4 separate regions of the Sus scrofa genome follow, and regions 1, 3 and 4 are each linked to region 2. Evidence: chromatin contacts called from public HiChIP or PLAC-seq and promoter capture Hi-C data. All regions are on one chromosome and are shown on one strand. Each heading gives the region's core, a stretch centred on a gene start, on an enhancer-like site or on the middle of the called end of the contact. The rest is flanking DNA. Distances are from core to core; before and after follow the strand shown. Region 1 holds the start of ZDHHC20 (probable palmitoyltransferase ZDHHC20). Region 2 holds the start of CRYL1 (crystallin lambda 1). Region 3 holds the start of SKA3 (spindle and kinetochore-associated protein 3). Region 4 holds the start of XPO4 (exportin-4).

Region 1 (2,738 bases), core at 209-2,708, 480 kb after region 2:
CACTGGGCCTTAACTGCTGCAGACTGTTTTGACTTAATGAAATCCTGGGGTGTGATCTCTAAAGGCTGGGCCTGAAGCCTAACTAACCTCCCAAGAGCTTAGCCACGCCCCCCCCACTAAGGACCAAACAATGAGTTGCGCCGACCCTCCTGCCTCAGTAACAGGTAAACGCAGGGTGGAAAGACGTGAGTCACGTTCCGTAGCCACTCAACAACCGTGTGACCTAGTCACACTCATTTCCTACATCTGCTCAGAGACGTGAGAAAGACAGATGCTCCCTCCATCCCCACCAGCGCATTCACGTTCCTTTCCCATCCGATTCGATGTCTCCTTTTGATACTTCTGACGACCATCTATAGGTTAAACGTGCGACTTCAACCTACGTGCACCCTGCAGTGTTCCTGCAGAGGCTTTGCTTCGAAACCATTAAGGACTTGGGAGAGGGAGGGTACAATAACCGGACAGAATTAAATAGGACTGGCACAACTGGGAATAAATGCTCTCACTTCAGAGTAAATAAGTATCATCACAAGCTGAGGACCTTCCTCTGAGCATCTCTGGAAGCAGCTGTAAGAAACTAAGAAACACCTAAGTCTAGCCAGCTTCAACTGATTCAAACATTCCTGACACATGTTTTGGTATCAAAACGGAGGAAAGTAAACAATCTTCAACAGACTACCGCCCCATCTTGACTTGAAAACGTGTTCCGCAACTAACTTCTTCTGGCAGGGACAGCTTTCTTCGAAATTAAATGTTCCATAGGTTCGAAACAATGTTCTTAAAATTTTTCGTCTGAAAACGTCCCCTCAAACCTGAGCAGAGCATTCCCTTCCACGTGGAGCGCCCGCCGGGGGCTGCGCCAACGCGGGCCCGGGACGGGGGTCCCCGCGCGGCGCTTCCGCGTAGGCGCGTCCTCCGCCCCGACGGCGCGCGTCTCCCCAAGCGTCCCCTCCCTCCAGAGAACTGCCCTCGGTGTCGCCCACACTGGTCCCCGCGGGGTCCCGGGACCCGATGGGCTTCCAGGAAGGAGGCGCGGAGGAGCCGCGGCTGCCGCCGCTCAGGCCCGCCGCCTCCCGGAACAAACGGGTCGCAAGCGGCTGCGCCCGGCTCGGGCGGACACGGCCCGGCGGACGCTGAGAGCGCCCTGCCCACCGCGCGCGCCTGCGGGGCCGACGCCCGGGGCGACTCCGGGGCCCCGCCGGGTACTCACACACGCAGAGCTCCACCACGTACGCGTAGTAGGACCACACGACCACGAAGGTGATGAAGAGCACCGGCACCCAGCCCACGCTGCGCTGGCAGCAGCGCCACAGCGTACAGGGCGCCATGTTCCGCCGGCGGCCGCGGCACCCAGCGGCCCGGGGTGGCGGGGCGCGCCAAGCCCCCGGCGGCGGCGGCGGCTGTGGCGGCGGCGACTTGGACGCTCCCGGAGGCTCGGCGCCCTGCTCGGCGCCCCGCCCCCGTCCCCGCCGCGACCCCTCCCCTCGCCGCGTCGCGCCCGGCCCCGCCCCAGTCCCGCAGTGCGTCTGCGCCGCGGCCTGGAGGCGGGGCCGCGCGGGCGGGAGTCCGCAGCGGAAGAGGCGGGGCAGAGGACGGCGGAAGTGGGCGGAGGGGGCGCGCAGGCGTGGTGCGCACCGCCTCCTGGCGGCCCGCGGGGTCCGGCGAGGCCCGGGTGAACAGAGGTTCAGGCTTGGAGGCTCCCGGCGGGGACCCGCGAGCCGCGCGGGCTGCAAACCCTGGGATTTGCACGTACCTCTCCGATTAGGACTCCCGCGCTTTGAAATCGTTTGCTCGCGATTCGGGCGGAACCCCTCCGTTTTCGAAGATGGAAGCCTTTAGCCAATGTGATGTGAAACCCACATTTGGGATTGAATTGCGATGGGGCAACAACCCTCTCCCTAACCACCCCCCCCAAGACGGCTGAAATTTCCAGAATTCGTTTAAACTAGAAAATCATTTATAAATAATGCCTGGAATCATGGAGGAACCTACAAGTATCCTTTCCGGATTCCAGAAGCGACAGATTGCCTGCACACATTGCGTCCGTGACCGCATCTGGAACGGGCCTTATCTCGGCTGAAGTGTTGGTGTTGGTGTCCCAGGAAGGGGAGGCATTTACCCTACCTGCGGAGTGGACATTCTCCGCCTCTGGATAATGCTTTCATGTTAAAGCATGCAAACCACAGTGGACAACATGTATGACAGGCCATAAAACAGGCTGCTCCAGTGCCAAATCATGTGTTAACTGGCCAAATCATGAGTAAGCCCAAATGCTTCCCCACTGCAGTATGAGAACCTTTCTTCCTTCAGGATGGTGGCTTTTAACAGAGACTGGAGACCATGGGGCAGGTCTCCACCCTGGTACTGGAGCAATGCTGGCAGCCTGAGGCCTCGAGCTGCATAATCCCCATTTTTACTGCCAGCCAGGAACTTCAAAATGCCCTTTTAAAAGTTCTGGTTGTCAGCTGAGAGCCAGGGGAGAAAAAAGGCCACTAGAGGTAGGTGGGAAGACTTCAGGCGAGGTTTCCATTTCCGGAAGTCATGTAGCTGTGAATATGGAAAGAACGAAGAAGGAAAAAACCCACAAACTCACAAATTTAGAATTAAACCACAATTCCAAAACACAGTGGAATCTAATACTGAGAAAGGATGCCAATAAAAACAATAAGGACTTGAATTCACTGAAATTAATTTTATGAAGCAATCTCACAAAAACGTAAAAACAATATATGGCAGGA
Region 2 (2,700 bases), core at 104-2,603:
GATGCTGAGGAACCACGGGTACGGAGGGCCGACTGTAAGTTATACTGGATTTTCCAATGCGAATGGACCCGCGAGTGGCTCGAGGGGCACCTGTACTGTCGGCTCCAAACGTCACTAAGCCTTTGTGGGGAGCTGGCAGGCCACCATTCCGAGGCCTAGCTGATAGACACTTGACCCCGGGACAAAAGGTGCAAGGCAAGCATGGCGCCCACACCCAGCACAAAGTGCACCTGTTTATATTCCTTCGCTAGGCAGCCACCCACCCACGTGCCTGGAGGGGACACAGACACACACAATTGCCCTGTCCGAGTAAATGCTGACCCAGAGCACACGCACCCTGCATACATGGGCTCTGAGGAGAGACCCAGACAAGGATGTGTTCTCAGGACCTGCTGTGACCAGGGCCAGGCAGGCAGGACCTCGGCAGCGGAGCCCGACAGACCTGGAGCCTCCCGGAAGGAGCGTCTAAGGATCAAGAGCAAGCGTGGAAAAGCGGGCGGATTGCTGTCATTGCCTGCCAACGGGAAGGGGCACAGAAACGCCTTTCTTTTCTTGTTTTTAAAATGAAAATAGCAGGAGTTTTAAAAGAGGGATGGGGGAGGTTCCGTCGTGGCGCAGTGATTAACGAATCCGACTAGGAACCACGAGGTTGCCGGTTGGATGCCTGGCCTTGCTCAGTGGGTTAAGGATCCGGCGTTGCCCTGAGCTGTGGTGTAGGTTGCAGACGCGGCTCGGATCCCGAGTTGCTGTGGCTCTGGAGTAGGCCGGCGGCTACAGCTCCGATTGGACCCCTAGCCTGGGAACTTCCATATGAAAGTTCAGAAAAAGGCAAAAAAAGAAAAAAAAAGAAAAGGATGGGAGCAAACCAGAAAACCGTGGACGGAAGTTAGACTGCCAACCTGACACACACGCTGCGGCAAACAGGGACCCCCCCCCCCCGGATCCGACGCCGTCGCCACCCCCAGGCGCGCATTCCCACCTCGCAATCCGATCTCAGGGCGGCAAACTGCACCCGCCGCACGTGACCCTCCCGCCGAGCCCCCGGGCGCCCATCCCTCCGACGAGAACACGCGGGTGCGGCCCCGGGGCCCGATAGCCCCTCACCCACTCGCAGTGCCCACCGACACCGTCCCTGCTCCGCCTGCCACCGCATCGCACGCAGCCTGGCTGTACCGGGAGCCAACTCGCCGCGCCTCGCCGTGCGCCCCGGCCCGCGCAGGTGGCGACCGGGCCACCCGCCTCCCTCGCGGGCGCGCAGGCTCGACCCCTTACCTGCCCACCACCGCCACCCCGTCGGCCGTCGAGGACGCTGACGACGCCATGGCCCGCACCGTGCCAGAGCCAACAGCTGCCGCGCGCGCCACCCGGGCACTGGCTCCGCCCGCGCCGAAGGGCGACAGGGCTCGGCGGGGCCTGGCCCGTGGGTGGGGCGCGGGCGGAGCCTCCACCTCTCCACGCCCCGCGCGCGCGCGCGCAGGGGCCCCGGGCCGGGCGGCGGGGGCGCGCCTTGTACTCGGGGCGGCGACGGAGGGGGGCGCGGGGAGCGGCCTGGCCCATCGGGCGCGCGCGGAACGTCCCCCTCCGCTCGCCCTGGAGCGCGCACGGGGGGGGGGGGCGGACCACGTGCTCCGGCCGCTGCGCGCTCCAGGAATTCGCTTTGCTTTGCTTGACTCCCCCACCACCACCCCGCGCCCCTAGAGTCATTGCACCGGGAGGGGCCACCTGCAGGCCAGGACCAGGCGCGACCCCTCAAAGACCCTCCAAAATTATCACTCGGGTTTCCTTCCCGTTTGAAGAGTTTAGCACCACTTCCGTCCACACGACCAGCGCAGGCGTAAGCCGAGGACCGACCCTGCTGAGTTCAGTTCATCATTCAGTTCTGGGAAGACCTGCCTCTCTCCGAGGGTGAGGCCGCGGCCCAGGAGCCTTGGGGCCGCAGAGGAAGCGCGGGTGGGCGGTCTGCCAGCCGAGGGCTGTGGGGCCGCCGCAGGGAGGGCCGCAGCGCGGAGCTGTGCTTCCTGCTCCGGGGCCCTGAGCTGCTTCTGTCCCCGAAGAAGGAAATGTCACCGTGCCACATCACACGTCCCGTGACAGCGTGTCCGCAGCGCACAAGCAGGGAAACGCCGGTCCTCCGGGTCAAGGCCCTTAGGCAGCGCTTGAGCGGCAACTCGGGTGGCAAACGGAGCCCCTCCTGTCTTCCCCGGTCGGGAGCAGAAAAGGGGTGTCTTACAGAGTCGGGTAACGGAGTGTCTGTACGCACCTGCATGTAGAGACACACTTGTATACTCCTCTACAGTATTTCTGTCACCTTGCACAAAATACCAGAATTTTTATTCGGAGGCATTTATGTATTTATTTATTTTTCTCTTTTTAGGGCTGCACCGCGGCATATGGAGGTTCCCAGGCCACTGGCCTACACCGAAGCCACAGCAACGCCAGATCCGAGCCGCATCTGCGACCTACCCCACAGCTCAGCAACGTCAGATCCTTAAGCTACTGAGCGAGGCCAGGGATCGAACCCGAGTCCTCAGGGATGCTAGTCAGATTCACTTCTGCTGAGCAGATACGGGACGACCTATGCTGAGGTATTTAGCTGAAGGACATGAGAATTTAGTTCACTCACAAGTGAGTCATTTGTGTCTGCTTTGTTTATAACCCCCAATCTGGAACGCCCCAGCCCTCCCTCATTTGACAAATGGA
Region 3 (2,700 bases), core at 108-2,607, 400 kb after region 2:
ACACTTTTTTTTTTTTTTTTTTTTTGTCTTTTTGCTATTTCTTGGGCCGCTCCCGCGGCCTGTGGAGGTTCCCAGGCTAGGGGTCGAATTGCAGCTGTAGCCACCAGCCTACGCCAGAGCCGCAGCAACTCAGGATCCGAGCCGCGTCTGCGACCTACACCACGCCGGATCCTTAACCCACTGAGCAAGGGCAGGGACCGAACCCACAACCTCCTGGTTCCTAGTCGGGTTCGTTAACCACTGCGCCACGACGGGAACTCCAAAATGTGAACTACTCTCGCAACAACTTTTTAAAAAGTCTCTAATACAGAGAGTTCCCGTCATGGCGTAGTGGTTAACGACGCCAACTAGGAACCATGAGGTTGCGGGTTCGATCCCTGCCCTTGCTCACTGGGTTGGCGATCCAGCGTTGCCGTGAGCTGGGGTGTAGGTCGCGGACGCGGCTCGGATCCCGCGTTGCTGTGGCTCTGGCGTAGGCCGGGGGCTACAGCTCCGATTGGACCCCTAACCTGGGAACCTCCATATGCCGCGGGAGCGGCCCAAAAAATGGCAAAAAGACAAAAAAAAAAAAAAAGTCTCTAATACAACGTTAGTGGTGGAAAATTTTGCTTTACTCATATTTTAAAAAGCCGTATGGAGTACTAGTGTTCGGGTTGGCAATAAGATTTGTTGGGAAAAATACTGACATTCACAGCAGCTGTGGACCATTTGGACGAGACAACAATGCTGAAGAGCCGCTGCAAGAGAAACATTTCGTCCTCTCCTCTGTTTCTGTGGATAAGCACACACCCTAAGTGACTTGAGAGCGAACAACGTGTAAATGAGCATGGGCAGCATCAGCCCAACCTGCTTGCTCAATTCCGACTTTGGTTCCTAAGCGCCATTGCTTTTTTCGTCTCCACAAAACACAGCGCCGCGTTCCGGGCGGGGCAGAGGCTGCGCAAGCGCGCTGGACTGCCTCGCGGATAACCGAGGGGAGGACGCGGCCGCTCCCGCGCCGCCGCCGCAGCCTCCGCCGCAGAGCGCTCTTCCGAGTCAACAGGGTTCCTCCCGCAGCCTCACTCACCGCTGTCCTCTCCGTCCAGCGCTCGCTGCAGCCGGGCCGTCTCGCCGTCCAGGGTGACGGCCAGAGACCGCAGCTTTCCGCAGAAGCCTCGGATCAGGTCCACGGACGTCCCCATCGCTCGGCCTTAGCGCCCGCGCCCGTTTGAATCCCAGCTTCCGAAGCGCCACTGGCTCCGCGAGTCGCGCGAGGTTCCTCTCGCGAGAGCTGAGGATTCGCGCGAGGAAGCGGGCGGCGCGCTTCCGGCTTCCGGCGTCGTGCCGGCCCCTGTGCGGAGGGCGTCTCCGAGGCGCGCGGCTGGTGAGTGGGGAGCGCGGTCGCGCTCGGACTGGGGCTCTGGGCGGCGGCGGGGCGCCCCTCTTCCCTTGGCGGCGCGCCGCCAGCTCCCCGCTTCCGTTCCCTCCGCAGGCACCATGTTCCTGACCGCGCTCCTGCGCCGTAACCGCATCCCCGGCCGGCAGTGGATCGGGAAGCACCGGCGGCCGCGGCCCGTCTCCGCTCAGGCGAAGCAGAACATGATCCGCCGCCTGGAGACCGAGGCGGAGAACCAGTACTGGCTGAGCCGGCCCTTCCTCACGGCCGAGCAGGAGCGCGGCCACGCCGCGGTGCGCAGGGCGGCCGCCTTCCAGGCCCTCAAGGCGGCGCAGGCGGCGCGCTTCCCCGCGCACCGGCGGCTGGAGGAGCAGCTCGGCCACCTGCTCGTGACCCGGAAGTGGTCGTGACGCCAGGCCGGCCGGCGGCGAGTCCCGCTGCGGCGCGGAGCCCCCGCCCGTCGGCGCCCCTGCCCCGCGGGGACGCGGAAGGGCGCCTTTGCAGTCAAACCTACTCCTAAGAGCGGCCTTTTCTTCTGAGATGCGCTGGTCAAAGCGGACGTTAAAATGAAAAGGTGTTTAAAAAGAAGAGTTGGGATACAGTTAATCAGTTCTCCAGTTGAAGATGTTCCCGTCTTTCAGCCAGCCTTCTTCTGAATGTAATAAAAATAGTCAAAGAGTTCCCGTTGTGGCTCAGTTGGTTAAGAACCTAACTAGCTCCATGAGGATTCGGGTTCAGCCCCTAGCCTCACTCACTACGTTATGGATCCCGTGTTGCTGCAACCTGCGGTGGCGGTGGCTGTGGTGTAGACTGGCAGCCGTGGCTCTGATTTGACCCCTAGCCTGAGAACTTCATATGCTGTGGGTGTGGATCTAAGAAGAAGAAAAAAAAAATTCAAAGGACCTAGAATTGCCAAAACAATTGTAAATTTCAAGAGTTATGCTAAAGTATCACATGAGTGGTGTTGCCATAAAAATAGGTGTATCAGTGGAATACACTGGAGAGTTTTTAAACAGACCCACCCACACACATAGTACACTATGTTAATTTTCAACAACGAAAAATTTTCAACAGAAACATAGGTAACTCAGTGGAGAAAGTATCTTTTTCAACACATGGTGCTGGAACAAATGAGTATTCATATGCAAAAATTTTAACTGATCTACATCTCACGTCATATACCAAAATTAGCTCAAAACATCATGGACTAAATATAAAACCTAAAACTTACAAAACTTCTCATGGAAAACCATGACCTTGGTTTAGGCAAAGATTACTTAAGTATGTACCAAGATCATAATCATAAAACCAAAATTTGACAAATT
Region 4 (2,700 bases), core at 107-2,606, 280 kb after region 2:
AGCAACCGTTTTTTGGGTCAAAGCCTCCTTCCAAAGTCTGAAAAATATGGGGCCTTTAGCTCCTGGAAATTTTTCAGTTACTTCAGGAAATGGTATAAGGCAGAGATTTTTAAAACTCATATTAAGGAGAAGAGTAGCTAAGTTTTTCTAGACTTAAGTTGCAAGAATCTGAAAATGTTATCTAGTCAAGTTTGTGATAAAACAATTTACTCTGCCCATAAGGCAGCAAGTAAATCCTGCTTTTGATAAGACGTCTCAGTTTTATGAGCTACCTGGTGTTGTGCGTGAAAACCAAACTTGATAAACAGAACTACAAACGATGCTAGATTTAGTTCAAATCTTTTTAAATGTGATGCTTGAACACATAATCCAAACACCGGAACCCAAAGGGGGAAAGAAGATGCAAAAAAGTAAGGAATCTGGCTGCATTCAATTCTTAGAAAGGCTGATTCAATTCAAGTAATCAAATAAGCCTCTAACTTCCAATAAAAATCTACAAACACCAAAGTCGTGGTTTACAAAAACAAAACTGGCCCTGCAAATGCAGAGCTCACTGAGTAGGTGAATACAGTTTATCCTTCCTTCTACTCCCTGCGTGGAAGGCTTTATCCTTTGACTTAGCCTTACCTGCACTGTTGAAGAAATAACCTACACTCCAAGTCGTTCCTTGTGTTGTAGTTTAAGAAAAAAGTCAAAGAGGCCCGTAGATCCAACTCTCCTCAATGCGCGAGCCACAGGCAGCTCTATAGTTAACCCAGTTTTGCCCCAATGACCTTGGTCCCTAACACTCTCCTCTCTCCTTCCTGTCGGTCCTTCCACGTGCGGCCGGCTGCGGTTGCCCAGCCGCGGCTGCAGATCGGAGAACGCCCTCAGGAACCCGAAGGCACAAGGGGAACAGGAGCTGCTAATAGCACCCGAGCCTGGACAGCCCTTCGCCGCCTGCACCGACTCCCCAGCGGCGCGCACAAGCCCCCGACCCGGCTCCCGCCTCCCCTCGACCCCGCACGGTGAGGGCAGTGGCACAGGAACCCGCTTTCCTTCGGTGCCCCCGTTCCGCGGCGCGGCTGGGGCGCCGGACACCCGGAGAAGGGACAGTCCGGCAAGGGGCTCAGAGGCGGACGCACAGCCGGAGGCAAGAGTCCTGCGCCACGCCACCGCCGCCTCCTCCAGCTCCAGGCTCCCGGGAGGCCCCGGCCAGTCGCCAGCCCGGCGGGTGAGAAGGCCGAGAGCGGCAGGGTGGCCAGAGGCCGCGGGCGCGGGGCGCGGGGGTGCGGCCACTCACCATCAGAACTTTGGCCGCGTTCTCCAGCTGAGCGATCACTTCTGGGGGCCCCAGCGCCGCCGCCATCATGGTCTCTCTTCAATGACGCGCCATGCGCTGCATTCTGGGAGCGGGCGCCGGGCCGGCCAATCGCACGGCGCCCCGGGCTCGCGCGCTCCCGCCGGAGCCGTCGCCGCCGCCGACGTCGACGCGGGGTCGCGAGGTCGCGGGGTCAGGGTGGCCGGCGGGAGCTTGCTTCCCCGGCACCAGCCCGACCCGGCGCGCTTCCCGCCGCCTCTCCCGACGGCGCTTCCGACCCCTCCGTGTCCTCTGCGCCGCGGCCGCGTTCCCGACGGGGAAAGCGGCCTGCAGGGCCCGCGGCCGGGTTCGTCTCCGAGCCCCCCCGGGAAGCGCATCCCGTGCCCGCGGTTCCCTTTCCGGGCCGCCCCGCCGGCAGCGAACCGGCAGGAACCCGGCCTGGAGGCCTGCGTTCGGAGAACGCGCTACTCGCGTTTGTTGTGCGAGGACCTCGGCAGAGTGATGTCAGGTGTGGACTCCGGCGGAAAGGTCCGTCCGCGGATCGCAGAGCCCCTTTCCCTCCCCCTGGACCTGAGAGCAGCTGCTGCCGAGTTCAAACCAGCTTTAACCGTTAGGAACCTTGTTTGGACGAGGAGCGTGTTTTGTTCCGAGTTGACATCTACTTGCTCTAAGCTTCTACTGTACCGTAAACTTTTGGGGGCCGTTCTGCTTCTTGGGGCCACACAGAAAGTCAAACTTTACTTCAGTGTTTGTAAGCGTCCTGTTGAAATTTCTTTTTCCAGTTAAAAGTAAGCCATGTTTTGGAGGGGGGTTTTTTGTTTTGTTTTTTTGGTTTTTTGTCACTGCAACAGAACTGTATTATTAGCTCCACTGAAAAATGGGTTTCTTAACTTGGCATCTCTGCAGCTTGAGCTTGAGGAAGTGAATTAACAAGGTTTTTATTGTTTGAGAAATAAAGTACCTTTTATTTCATTACCAAGGTCACAGTGAGTGCAGTTAAGGGCCTTTTTTACTCTGTTGTGCGGTTAACCTAGTGACTCACAAATAGAACACATTCACTAATATTTCACTAAGGACTGGTGGTTGGGATTTAATGATTTTTCGACTTTTCTCTGGTGTGAAAGCAGTACCTGTTCATTAGAAGCTGTGCTTGAAGTAAATAAGCTCTGTGACAGAGACTGATATGAGGGAGTTACCGCTGTGGCACAAACAGGGTTGGCAGAGGCGTCTTGGAAGGCTGGGAGGCAGGTTAAATCCCAAAGTGGAGTAAGGATTCTGCGTTGCTACAGCTGTGGCTTAGATCAAGACTGCGGCTAAGATGTGATACCTGGCCACGCAGACTCCATATGCCACCAGGCACAAAAAAAAAAAAACTGAAATGGCATTTTGCAACAACATAG

Evidence for each region. Promoter capture Hi-C pulls out the DNA fragments that hold promoters and counts their contacts. HiChIP or PLAC-seq counts read pairs in DNA pulled down with a chosen protein or histone mark.
Region 1: a promoter capture Hi-C map of fetal liver shows a contact between it and region 2, with 6 times the contacts expected there. The contact joins the promoter of ZDHHC20 here to the promoter of CRYL1 in region 2. A contact is called at or near these places in 1 of 5 promoter capture datasets (fetal liver), 16 of 47 Hi-C or Micro-C datasets (alveolar macrophages, blood, brain and 9 more) and 2 of 2 datasets of contacts at active chromatin or transcription factors (alveolar macrophages and skeletal muscle).
Region 3: a contact with region 2 is called in an H3K27ac HiChIP or PLAC-seq map of alveolar macrophages. The contact joins the promoter of SKA3 here to the promoter of CRYL1 in region 2. A contact is called at or near these places in 2 of 5 promoter capture datasets (fetal liver and fetal skeletal muscle) and 1 of 2 datasets of contacts at active chromatin or transcription factors (alveolar macrophages).
Region 4: a contact with region 2 is called in an H3K27ac HiChIP or PLAC-seq map of alveolar macrophages. The contact joins the promoter of XPO4 here to the promoter of CRYL1 in region 2. A contact is called at or near these places in 4 of 47 Hi-C or Micro-C datasets (fetal heart ventricle, fetal liver, heart right ventricle and 1 more) and 2 of 2 datasets of contacts at active chromatin or transcription factors (alveolar macrophages and skeletal muscle).

The regions. Positions count from the first base shown.
Region 1 is chr11:1,404,401-1,407,138 of Sscrofa11.1, forward strand. ZDHHC20 (probable palmitoyltransferase ZDHHC20) reads right to left here and starts at 1,459. Exons shown (of 12, transcript XM_021065450.1): 1 at 1,211-1,459. The coding sequence starts at 1,328.
Region 2 is chr11:923,812-926,511 of Sscrofa11.1, forward strand. It overlaps CRYL1 (crystallin lambda 1), which reads right to left and starts at 1,354. Exons shown (of 8, transcript NM_213881.1): 1 at 1,273-1,354. The coding sequence starts at 1,322.
Region 3 is chr11:1,319,775-1,322,474 of Sscrofa11.1, forward strand. It overlaps SKA3 (spindle and kinetochore-associated protein 3), which reads right to left and starts at 1,358. Exons shown (of 9, transcript XM_021065445.1): 1 at 1,067-1,358. The coding sequence starts at 1,181. It overlaps MRPL57 (ribosomal protein 63, mitochondrial), which reads left to right and starts at 1,072. Exons shown (of 2, transcript XM_021065451.1): 1 at 1,072-1,363; 2 at 1,472-2,055. The coding sequence starts at 1,477. The coding sequence ends at 1,785.
Region 4 is chr11:1,206,732-1,209,431 of Sscrofa11.1, forward strand. It overlaps XPO4 (exportin-4), which reads right to left and starts at 1,357. Exons shown (of 21, transcript XR_002336598.1): 1 at 1,283-1,357.